2 separate regions of the Bos taurus genome follow, and region 1 is linked to region 2. The links are chromatin contacts, called in public Hi-C maps. All regions are on one chromosome and are shown on one strand. Each heading gives the region's core, a stretch centred on a gene start, on an enhancer-like site or on the middle of the called end of the contact. The rest is flanking DNA. Distances are from core to core; before and after follow the strand shown. Region 1 has its middle 44 kb from the start of ANKRD1. Region 2 holds the start of ANKRD1 (ankyrin repeat domain 1).

Evidence for each region. Hi-C and Micro-C count contacts between places; a contact is called where the count stands out from the background.
Region 1: a contact with region 2 is called in a Hi-C map of blastocyst, with 2.3 times the contacts expected there. The contact joins the enhancer-like site here to the promoter of ANKRD1 in region 2. A contact is called at or near these places in 2 of 11 Hi-C or Micro-C datasets (blastocyst and liver).

What each region holds. Positions count from the first base shown.
Region 1 is chr26:12,583,734-12,589,310 of ARS-UCD2.0, reverse strand. No RefSeq gene overlaps it. Among named protein-coding and RNA genes, the nearest start is that of ANKRD1, 44 kb to the right of the region's middle. Within about 2 kb of position 4,175, at least 6 of the 102 cell types and tissues checked have an H3K27ac peak or open chromatin away from gene starts, as enhancers often do. A contact at or near this core is called in blastocyst, where this site is marked.
Region 2 is chr26:12,541,066-12,546,350 of ARS-UCD2.0, reverse strand. ANKRD1 (ankyrin repeat domain 1) reads left to right here and starts at 3,872. Exons shown (of 9, transcript NM_001034378.2): 1 at 3,872-3,957; 2 at 4,628-4,807. The coding sequence starts at 3,931.

The DNA of each region.
Region 1 (5,577 bases), core at 2,926-5,425, 43 kb before region 2:
GGCAGATACTGGCTGCCAGGTGTACCCTGCTCGGTCCTCAGCCAGGCAGAACTTTGCAGGTGCTTGTGATTACAGAGCCAGCAAACGTTAGGTCCTCTGGGAGGTTCTTAATGGCCCTAATGTCAGTTCCCTGTAGGTTTCTTTTTACCTTCAGCCAATTAACTAGAGTTTCACATGATTTAAGGTAAAACTTGGAGCCACTTGAGTTACCTTCCTCTCTCCTGGTCTGGATTTCACAAACATGCAGACACACACATGCAGCTACACAGAGTAACACAAATACACACAATGAACCAGACACACACTCTAACACAGTCACATTCTCATAAACCCACTGTCATGGGCCCCCCTACACAGACACATTTCTGAGGTTAGCCAAGGCTTCTACTTCAGAGGATAGGGCTTAGCTTTGTTTAAACATCGTGGCTGGCAAGGGAGGTTTGTTTCAGACTTGAGAGGTTGCCAAGTTCACAGGAATTTGGGTTTGAAGTAATGAAGCTCCCGCCCTATTTAGAATAGCTGGGATGCCTCGGTTATTGTTGTTTGTTTTTTAACTGCCCTGAGATTTGTCTTGGTGTGTGGTTTTAGAATAACTCTGCCAGGGACTCTGCGTTTGATGCCTGCTCACTCACTCGTTTTTCCAGGCTTGAAGAGAGGTATGTAGCACGGCACATAGGAATAAATCTGCCCAGGGTGGCCATCCTGAAGGCGAACCCCTTCTTGCTCTGTGTCCTGGGCCGAGAATCTTAACCTCAGTTGTAAGACTCTCCCTGCCCAAACACCTCATGTTAGAAATACCCAACATGGTTCTTTAACCCACGACCTTATAAATGGCCAACTGAGAATGACTGACTCCAGTTATGAAGTGAGAAGGATGTGCAGTTTGTTACAAGTCTCAGAGTCATCCGTAATAGACAGCCTAATTACGGAATCTGTTTCCACATTCTTTTTCACCAAAGATTTGTCTGTGTATCTCTATCTGATTCTGTTCAGATCTTTTTTCTTTTCATTGTCTCAGTTCTTGTCTATGTGGTGCCCTCTTCAGTGTCCTTTACCATTGAAATTCTAAGATTGTTTATGTTGATAGGGCACAGAGATTGCTGTGTGTGTGTGTTAATCGCTCAGTCATGTCTGACTCTTTGCAACCCCACGGACTGTAGCTCGCCAGGCTCCTCAGTCCATGGAATTCTCCAGGCAAGAACACTGGAGTAGGTTGCCACTTCTTTCTCCAGAGACTGCTGTATTTACCCTAATTCTTCTTTTTCTCCCAAGCACACTGGAAAACTCATTTCCTAGCCTCCCAAGCAATGGAAACCATTCACTGAGCCCTGGTGATGACATCACCTCTGTGATCACCAGGAGTACAGTCCCCCAACCCCCGCCCCACACAGCTACTATCTCACAGTGACAGAGGTAGGTGTAAGGTTGGAGGCTAGCTTGTTACAGCACTCAGAACAGACTCTTTCATAGACCAAGGTTAGAAATACTAACTTTGAAGAATTCGTTAACTGTGTCTACTATGGCTCAAAGATTAGCCTGAGTAAATCCCTTGTTGACCAAATATATACACACAGTTACTGCATCGGTACAATGGCTATTGTCTGGTGACCCCAGAATGGCTTGCAGTGCTGGAGTTGTTCTTTTCCATGCCACCCTGCATTGCATTGCATGGCAAGGGTTTTAAGTAGCTCAAGCATTTTCGTGCACATAATATGAAAAAGTGTTTCCCGTGGTGCAAAATCAAAATTCATTCCCCTCTGGTTCCTCCTGGGTAGTGGTATCAACCAAAGCTCAGACTTACCTTTTATTCCTGAGAGATCCTTTCTGTTCATCTTCAGCATAAGGGAGCATCAGGGCAAAGTTATAAACAGTGAGGCAGTCGTTGGCCACCTATAAACTGAGACCTCTCCCAAGCCCAGTATGTTCAGAACAGTTCCTTTATTGCTGAGAGCTGGATAAATAGGACAATACAGATTAGTGAAAAGGCACAGAATTAGGTTATTGAGCTTAGTTATTTTTTTTTAATGTGGACTTTTTAAAGGTCTTTATTGAATTTGTTACAATATTGCTTCTGTTTTAAGTTTTTTTTTTTTTTTTTTTGCCAGAGGCATGTGGGATCTTAGCTTCCAGACCAGGGATAGAACCCACATTCCCCTGCACTGGAAGACGAAGTCTTAACTACTGGACTCCAGGGAAGTCCCTATTATTATTTTTAGCCTGAATCTTAATCCAGACTCTCCCACTAACTTGCTGGGTGACATCAAACTAGCTGCAATTTCACTTGGCCTCTATTCTTTTATTTTCTTACCTCTCATAGCATGTAGTCATTTTCTCTGGATAACTTAATGGGGTTCTTGAATTATTATAGGACAAAACAGATAACATATATAGAAATATGAGGAAATTATATTGGGGAAAATGTAAGGAATTATTTAAGGAAAACACCTGTATAGTCAGGCAGTTATAGACTGACCAGACTGCTGTCAGAAAGAGCTTCTCTTTGCAAATGGACATTATTTCTGGGGTTCACTTGATGGTTTTCCCACTTTATTACACATACAGAAGTGTGGTGCATTGGTTTATGAGTGGGATACATATCACCACTTTTCTGGCTAGCTTGTCAGATTAGAGATCTTACTCAGTTCCAGTGTCTATTGAAGAGTACTAAAAGTTAAGGACTTCCCCGGTGGTACAGTAGGTAAGAATCCACCTGCCAATGCAGGGCACGTGGGTTCGATCCCCGGTCTGGGAAGATTCTACTTGCCACAGAGCAACGAAGCCTGTGCGCCACAGCTGCTGAATGTACTGCAGCTACTGAAGCCCATGCACCAGAGCATGTGCTCTGCAACAAGAGAAGCCACCGCAGCGAGAAGCCTGTGCACTGCAGCAGAGCTGTCCCCTCTCACCACTACTAGAGAAGGCCCAAGTACAGCAACGAAGACCCAGTGGAACCGGAAGAAAATTAATTAATTTTAAAAAGAGTATTAGAGTTAAGTTTGCCTATGTTAAAAATGATTAAAACCATGGTTAGATAATTCCATGTTTGGGAATTTACTCTTAGCAACCCCATGGACTGCAGCCTACCAGGCTCCTCCGTCCATGGGATTTTCCAGGCAAGAGTACGGGAGTAGGGTGCCATTGCCTTCTCCGATATACAGGTGAGAAATGAAACATATTAGAGGTTCTTTAGTGTTTGGGATAGTAAAAGGGTAGAAACATCTAGATTTGCACTCTAAATGAGGACTAATTAAATCAACTGTGAGCCATCCATGCATGGCAAAATAGGTAGCTATGAATGCTGGAACTCTGATATGCTGATCTGAAATGCTCCTCAATAAATTTCATTAAGCTGAAAAAGCAAACTGTAGAGCAGTGTAAGTTTGATACCATTTGTGTCAAAAAAAACCCACTTTTTTATAAGTATTTGCTTGTGTCTGCATAAAATATCTCTGAAAGAATACCAAAATGCTGGTATTTATTGTTTGCCTCTGGAGAAGAAAATGAATTGGCTCAGAAAGACAGAAGAGGTGCCATTTCGTTTTTTAAATTTAAAATCTTGTGAATATATTAACTGTTCAAAATAAAGCAAAACAAAAACTAGGATTAGATTCACTTTGTCCATTTGTTTGCTTTACAACAGTAAAAACATACATAACTAAAATTTACCATTTTAACCATTTTTTAGTGAATGGTTCAGTGGTTTTAAATACATTTATATTGTTGTGGAACCATCACCATCATGTCCAGAACTTTTAGATCCAATTTACTTTTAATTCAGAGCTTCTGTACATTTCCATAAAGGACAAGAAACTTGTATTCCTTCCCCAGGAACAGAAAGCATCAGTGGAAGGTTTTTCTGAAGACTTTCCAACTCTTTACTCCTCCTCCCCAAGGGTAGATGAATGAATAAGCTGATTGATGATTTGGGAGAAGACTGAAATTCAGCCTTCTCTGGATATTCTCTTTCACAGTAGCCTGCCTCAGGACATGCACATTTTCTGCTGCACTGACAAGTAAACTCACTTAGGTAGACCTTGCCCCTCCCCAAGAAGGCCTGCAGTTGGGTGAGGCTCAGAAAGATATGTCTTAATTTGTCTGAGACTGATATTTACCAATCAGCCTGCTAGAAAAGGAGTTGGCTGCAAAGATCTCAGGAAGCAATTTACAGCCCCGGGCTGAAAGCAGCCAGTCCTAGGTAATCTCTAGGCTTGGATGCAGCCTCCAGAACAGGCCAGGAGAAAGGTCCTGAATCCTGGGCTGCTACAGCTGCAGAGGCAAAGCCTGAACCCACCCCTCCCCAACACCCAAGAGCCAATTATTCAAAGGGAAGGGCCAGAGTCAGGCTTCTACTATACTAGAAACTTGTGTTGTAGTCTGACCACCAAATACTCCAGAGGACGGCTTGGTGTTTTCTTAATAGTGTAAATGAAAGTGTTAGTCGCTCAGTAGTGTCCAACTCTTTGTGACCCCATGGACAGAGGAGCCTGGCGGGCTACTGTCCACCAGGCTCCTCTGTGCATTCTCTTCTCCAGGGGATCTTCCTGACCCAGGGATCAAACCCAGGTCTCTTGCGTTGCAGGCAGATTCTCAACCATATGAGTCACCAGGGAAGCCTGTTTCCTTAAAAAACATATCTTTAAAAGTTCACAGCCTAAGAGTCAGGGTCTGTTTTCCTGGAATCTGACATCTGGCCCACTGATCATGCCTAGAAGGCAGAGGGCAGTGGGCACCCATGTCTTCTACGGCTTCTGTCTCTGTGTTTTCCTCCAAGGAATACTGCCCCTGCAGGGCTGGTGCATCTGCTGTCTGGTCATTTGCCGTCATTTGCATGCAACATCCAAGTCAGTGCTGGTGACAATGGGCTGATATTTTCGTATTTTGACCCCTATGTCTAAATCTCTATCCATTTCAAATTTGGAAGAGGGATATGGAATTGCTTTATATGACCTACTTAAACCCTAACACTTTTTATTAAATTGCTGAAGTACGATTTTTGGCCACTGGCTTCTGTAGAATCTCTCCCAGTTATTTCAGAGAATCCCTTACAGGGTATCTGATGTCTCGTGTCTAATAACATCCTTGGAAAACCACCAAGCTCCCACCCTGCTGCCCATGGCCCCAGGGATCGCTGTGCTGTGGCACGTGGCAGTTTTGTATAATGCTTTCATCACACTGGCCTCTGAGAAAGGCCCTGTTCTGCCCTTCCTCATTAGGACCCAAACATGTTCCAGCGCATTCTTCTTTCCCCACTACCTTGCTTAGCCTGAACTTGACTTAAGGCTGGGGGAAGCACAGGAAGAAGACTGAGACTTTCCTCAACCTGAGGGGACTAAGAGATATGGTTTCTCTGAATATACAGGCTGATATACTGACTTATAGTTGTTTAAAATTTGACCTGCCTACAAAGCAGTCATCACACCCATCTGTGGAAGTACTCAAAGCATGCAGACCCATCACCCAAGTCCCAGTGAATGAAAGGAATTTCTCCTCTTCTCTAGTCTAAGATCAACCTTCCCAATCCTTATTTCCTGTTCTACGATCTAGCTCTTCCCTGGGTGATTGACAGCAATGATATTC
Region 2 (5,285 bases), core at 2,623-5,122:
ACTGGAGTGGGTTGCCATTTCCTTCTCCAATGCATGAAAGTGAAAAGTGAAAGTGAAGTCACTCAGTCGTGTCTGACTCTTCGTGACCCCATGGGCTGCAGCCCACCAGGCTCCCCCACCCAAGGGATTTTCCAGGCAAGAGTATTGGAGTGGGGTGCCATTGCCTTCTCCTACAGCCTTCACCCATCTCTACCAAAGGAAACTGCTGATATTTGCAAAAAGGCAGCTTGAAACTGGGTTGCTTACAACCCAGTGTGTATGCAATTTTTATTCAGAGCTCTGGATACAGGAGGACCTTGGTCTTGAGTCTATCCTTTGAGAGGAGAGGAAGGCAGATGCCTTCTGCTCAAAATGTTCCCAGTACTGCTCAAAATGTTCCCAGCATGTGTAGCTTTTCAAATACAGGTGATTTCATCCTTGGTTGGCAGGGAAGGGAAGGAACCTTGAACCTTGTTTGCTTCAATTCTATGACCTCCCTCTGGTATTTTTGAGTGTGTAACTGAACCTAGGCTTGGCTGGAGGGATACTTGGATTCCTAGTAGGGCCAAGTCAGCCATTTCTCAGAGCCAAGAGAGGTGAGGAGCAGCTGGGACTGGGAAGGCAATTAGGAGGGATGGGAAAATGAGCAGTTACAAGTGCAACAGCAGAACAAGGTGGCTTCCAGTCAGAGTCTGGCGACAGTCCTTAGAGTCCTTCCTGTTTGTATCAAGGTGGGTGTTCCGAGGGCAAGAAGTGTTAATAACCATACCATTTTGTGTGCTATAAAATACCTTGGATTGTAGCAAATAAGAGACCATTTTGGAAAACAGCCTAAATGTCTATAAATAGGAGACTGGTTAAATAAGCAAGGGTATGTCCACACACAGAAATCCACGTGGTGGTTGAAGATAATGAGACAGACTCATCCGTGCTGGTAGAAGATAATCTTTAAGACACATGATCAAGAGAAACACATCAAGTACCAAATCAGCACTCAGCAAGATTACAATTAAGCAACCTTCTTCTCTCTGCATTGTTTTAATTTTAACAACATATTTGTATGTTACTTACATAGTCAAGAAAACAGTAAAAATAAAAAGTCTGAGTAAAATGTAAAAATAAGTGTAAAATGTCCTAAAATTTGGCAAGACAAAATTGTCCTTGGAGCTGAGCTATACGGCACATGAACCCTGGTGGTGCTGGGGCACGTCTCTCAAACCCTGGGTGACAATAATAAACGCTTTAGACTCCACTTCTCTGCCCCTCAGTTTCCTTACCTGTAAATAGGATTATAATCCTGGTCGCATTGAAATGCACAAATCCTGAGAGGAAGGAGAAAAAGCTCTTAAGATGACTCTGGCCAGTCTCAGGGACCATTTCCTTGCTCATTCTATTTGACACTGGGTTGCTAAATCATTCTAGAACCAATTTGTCTTAATTCGTCTTGATAAGGAAAGGTTATGCTTAGTTTGAGGTTGTGATCAAGTCAAATGTACAAATTTCAGAACTTACTCCACTATGGGAACTTTCATGGAAAGGAAGCTCCTTAAAAGCAAGTCACAGAAAACTCTCCTCCAGTTGCGAAGTTTGGTTCTCAATTTTGATGAATAGGAATGATTTGAAAATACAGTTTCATCTGATCTGTTGTTAGGGAGCTATGTGTATCTAGAAGCTCTTTTGAAAAGCAAAATCTTCTCATGTTTTACAATGACCAATGGGATCAATACTGGAAGCGGCGAGTGGAGAGGCAGGTAGAATTTACTCACCTGATGATACCCAGGGATCTGGCCAGCAGGCTCCTTTCTCTAAGTTCTGCCCATCCCATCAAGCCTTCCTCAAGCGTCATCCTCTGCAGTTTTCTGTAGACCTATTGGACTCTCCTGCGTAAAACCAGCCAGGTTTGAGGGGATAATTAAATGACCAGAGGAAGAAATAGGCTTGGTGTACCATCCCACCCACTTTGACTTGCTTTTTTTTTTTTTTTTTTGAGGTGTCCTGAACATGGAAGGACCTTTTAATAGGTCTTGGTTGGGCCCTGAGTGGGTCTAGGTTTGAACTACTCTGAAAATGTGCTCTGACCTCAATGATTCTCTGCTTCTGATGGACGGAATCCAAACTCTTCAACCTAGCATCCAGCAACCAGCTGTGCGTCTGCAGCCAGTGACTTGTCACGTTTCTGCGCCTCCGTGCCCTCTCTGTAGAATGAAAGCACTGGCCTTGCTTGAACTTTGAGGGCATTACCAGCTCTGGGATTCAATATCCAAGACGCTTCAACAACCGGTGACCCTTCCCTCAAGGAGATCTGCTAAGGCTCCCCGCAGTTTGGGTCAGGCCTGGAACAAAGAGACTAAGATAAGAAACGGTAGGAAAAGTTTAATGGCTACTTCTTATTTAAAGAAACCAGTGAAAATGGTCATCGCTGTCTCCACCTCAAAGAAAACACCAGGAAATTTCATTTTCGTAAAACCCCTTTTAGGATAGAACATTAGGAGACTAGAACAGATACCCGGGTAATTGGGAGGATCCCTCTTTGTCAGCACTTTGGTCGGGGGGCAGGTGGGGGGTGTCAGTGTGTCATTCTGAAAATTTCAGCAAAACCACCCCCAGGCTGATCAGGGGAAAGAAGAGATTGGCAGCCATGTGTGCTGAGTGGGGTGCATTTGAGGGAGTGATGGACACAGAAGGTCAACAGAACATCTAATGAACACACTTCTCCATTCACACTCTCTTTCTCTCACTCTCCCCTCCTTTCTTTTACTGAAAAAAAAAAAAATTTTTTTTAAATGGCTTTGGAGATAGTAATTCTAGTTTCTCCTTGGACTGTAAAGAGACAGTAAACATTTTTACATAATTTAACACTTCAGAGATGAGAAACCAGGATCAGAGGTCTTTTTTCACTCCAACCCAAACAAAGCTCTTTGTTCCTCTGGCAACCTGTCTCAAACCTTCATCAGAATTACTCGAGTGCTTTGAAAAACACAGACTCCTAGGACTCAGCCATAAATTGACACAGAACGCCCCAGAGTGGGGCCCAGGGACCTGCAGTTTTCACCAGCTCCGGCAGGTGTCTTTTCTCCACAGCAACTGAGAACTGTGGCTCAATGACCTGATCAAGGTCATACTGTTAACTAACAATCGGCCTCATATAATCTATCTCAGGACATTTTGAAACTTTTTTGAATAAAAAGTGTTCCAGTAAGTATGCTGTTTTAGAAGACAGTAAGCATGTCATGTGCTAATTATGGCCTGTGACACCGTGAAATAAAACTGTATTACTGAATGCTTTCAATTTCTTATAATGATGGTAAGGTGGCCTGTCATGGGGCCTTTTTAGCCCTCGACATCACTCCAGAGGATTCCAAACAGATATAGACAAGGGCCATTAGGACCTGAGTCCTTTCCTCTCGGGCTGTTTACCCACGGGAATAGGATGTCCTAAAGCAACACTTCCCCCAAGTGACGTGTTGATAAGTCTGGTTATCAGAAAGATATTACTGGCGGTGTGATACGCAGGGCATTTACATTTTCTTGATAGGGTTAGTCATATGAAAGCTGACAAAGAAGGAAAAGGAGCAGCGGTGTGGCGCAATGTCAACAGACAGCTGTCCTCTGGCTCCCCGATAAATAGGATGACTTGCATTGCTGAGCGGTGTGGTCACTGCCAAAGGAATGGCCCTCTCACATTTCTTCCTGATTCACATATTCAGTGGGGTTACTTATCATCCCCTCCCTCCCCTGCTTCCCAGACACTGAGTCTGAAATGAAAAATTCACCTGCCTCTGAGTTGGCCCCAAGAGGGAGGGGGGGCAGGGGTGTTACTTGGGTTCCCAGGTTGGAAGATTATCTCACCCAGCTCTAGCTATATAAGCTCACTGGAGCAGATGGGCTCCCCAGGGCAACTCAAGGGTTCATTCCTCAGGAGGAAAACAGACTGACGAACTTCGGGTCAACATGATGGTTCTGAAGGTAGAAGAGCTGGTATGTAAAGCACATTATTTTTATGCAGTGAAAAATGGTGCAGCCTTGACTTTTATTTGAAAATTGAAATGCTCTTTTCTTTCAGGCATAATGCACAGGTATTCTGAAAAATGTCATATGTGGAAAATGGTTGATTTATGTGATGGAATAAGTAAAATTAGAAAAAAAGGAGCTGGCAGTAATAAATTCTCTACATATTCCCTATTTATTATCTTCTCCTTTGGTTTTATCACTAAAGTGTGGAATCATGTACAGTAATCAAAATGCCTTAGGGGAGAAGTTCTATTGCAACAATATATATCTGGAAACCACAGGAAGGCAAGGGATCATCAAAAGTACTGAAAAATGAAAGAATTTTAAAATCATCAGTGGGGATGGGGGGAAGAGGTTGGGATTTTCTTAGGAGAAATGTGATTAAGTGGATTAAAAGCAGATTTAAACACATCAACCTAACCTAAACCTTGATTTAACCAATAGAAGAGAACAAGTATCTAAAGGTATTCCTGGAACACTGGGGCAGCGCATCACAGCCTGAGCTCTGAGAGTGCATTGCTCTGAAGCCACTGTCAGCAGGGAGGAAGGGCCCAGGGACCTCCTGCAGCATCCTTTATGGAGAAGGACCCCAGGACGGACTCTGTTATTCTGACCCGGCCACCTTCTTCCCTTGTAGGTTACAGGGAAGAAGAAAGGCAATGGGGATGCTGGGGAGTTCCTTCCTGAGGACTTCAGAGATGGAGAATATGAAGCTGCTGTCACTTTAGAGAAGCAAGAAGACCTGAAAACACTTCCGGTCCACTTTGTCAGCCTGGGGGAGCAACAGTGGAAAACTGAGAAACAGCGAGAGGCAGAGGTAAGGGCCTTCTGGGAGGTTCACTAGTGGGAGGTTGGGGAGGGCGTAGAGGACACAGGTGCCAGATAGCAAGGAGAAAAGAGAGAAACCAAATAAATGCAACCATCCCAAAGGTATTTCTTTATCAATTTCTAACTTACAAAGAAGCAACTTCTATGGAACAGGTTGTAGAAAATAATTCTTTGGCAAGACTATGACCTCTGGATTCCAAATCAATCACCGAATGGTTTTTGACTGTTTTGACTGAAAGACTTGGAAAGAGAAAAGTGTCCAGTGAATTTCTGATGTCTTATATAGTCTAATTAATCCCAAGGAAGGGAGCCTTTTTTTCCCTCAGTAATGTGGTTTGTGGTTCATGGATCATTGTTTGACTGTGGCAACTTTTCGTGTTGAGAAAATGTGTTGCTGGGTGAATTTTCATTACTTACTAACCACAGATGTAGTCCCCAGACAGTCTGTTTCATGAGCGCTGCTCAGT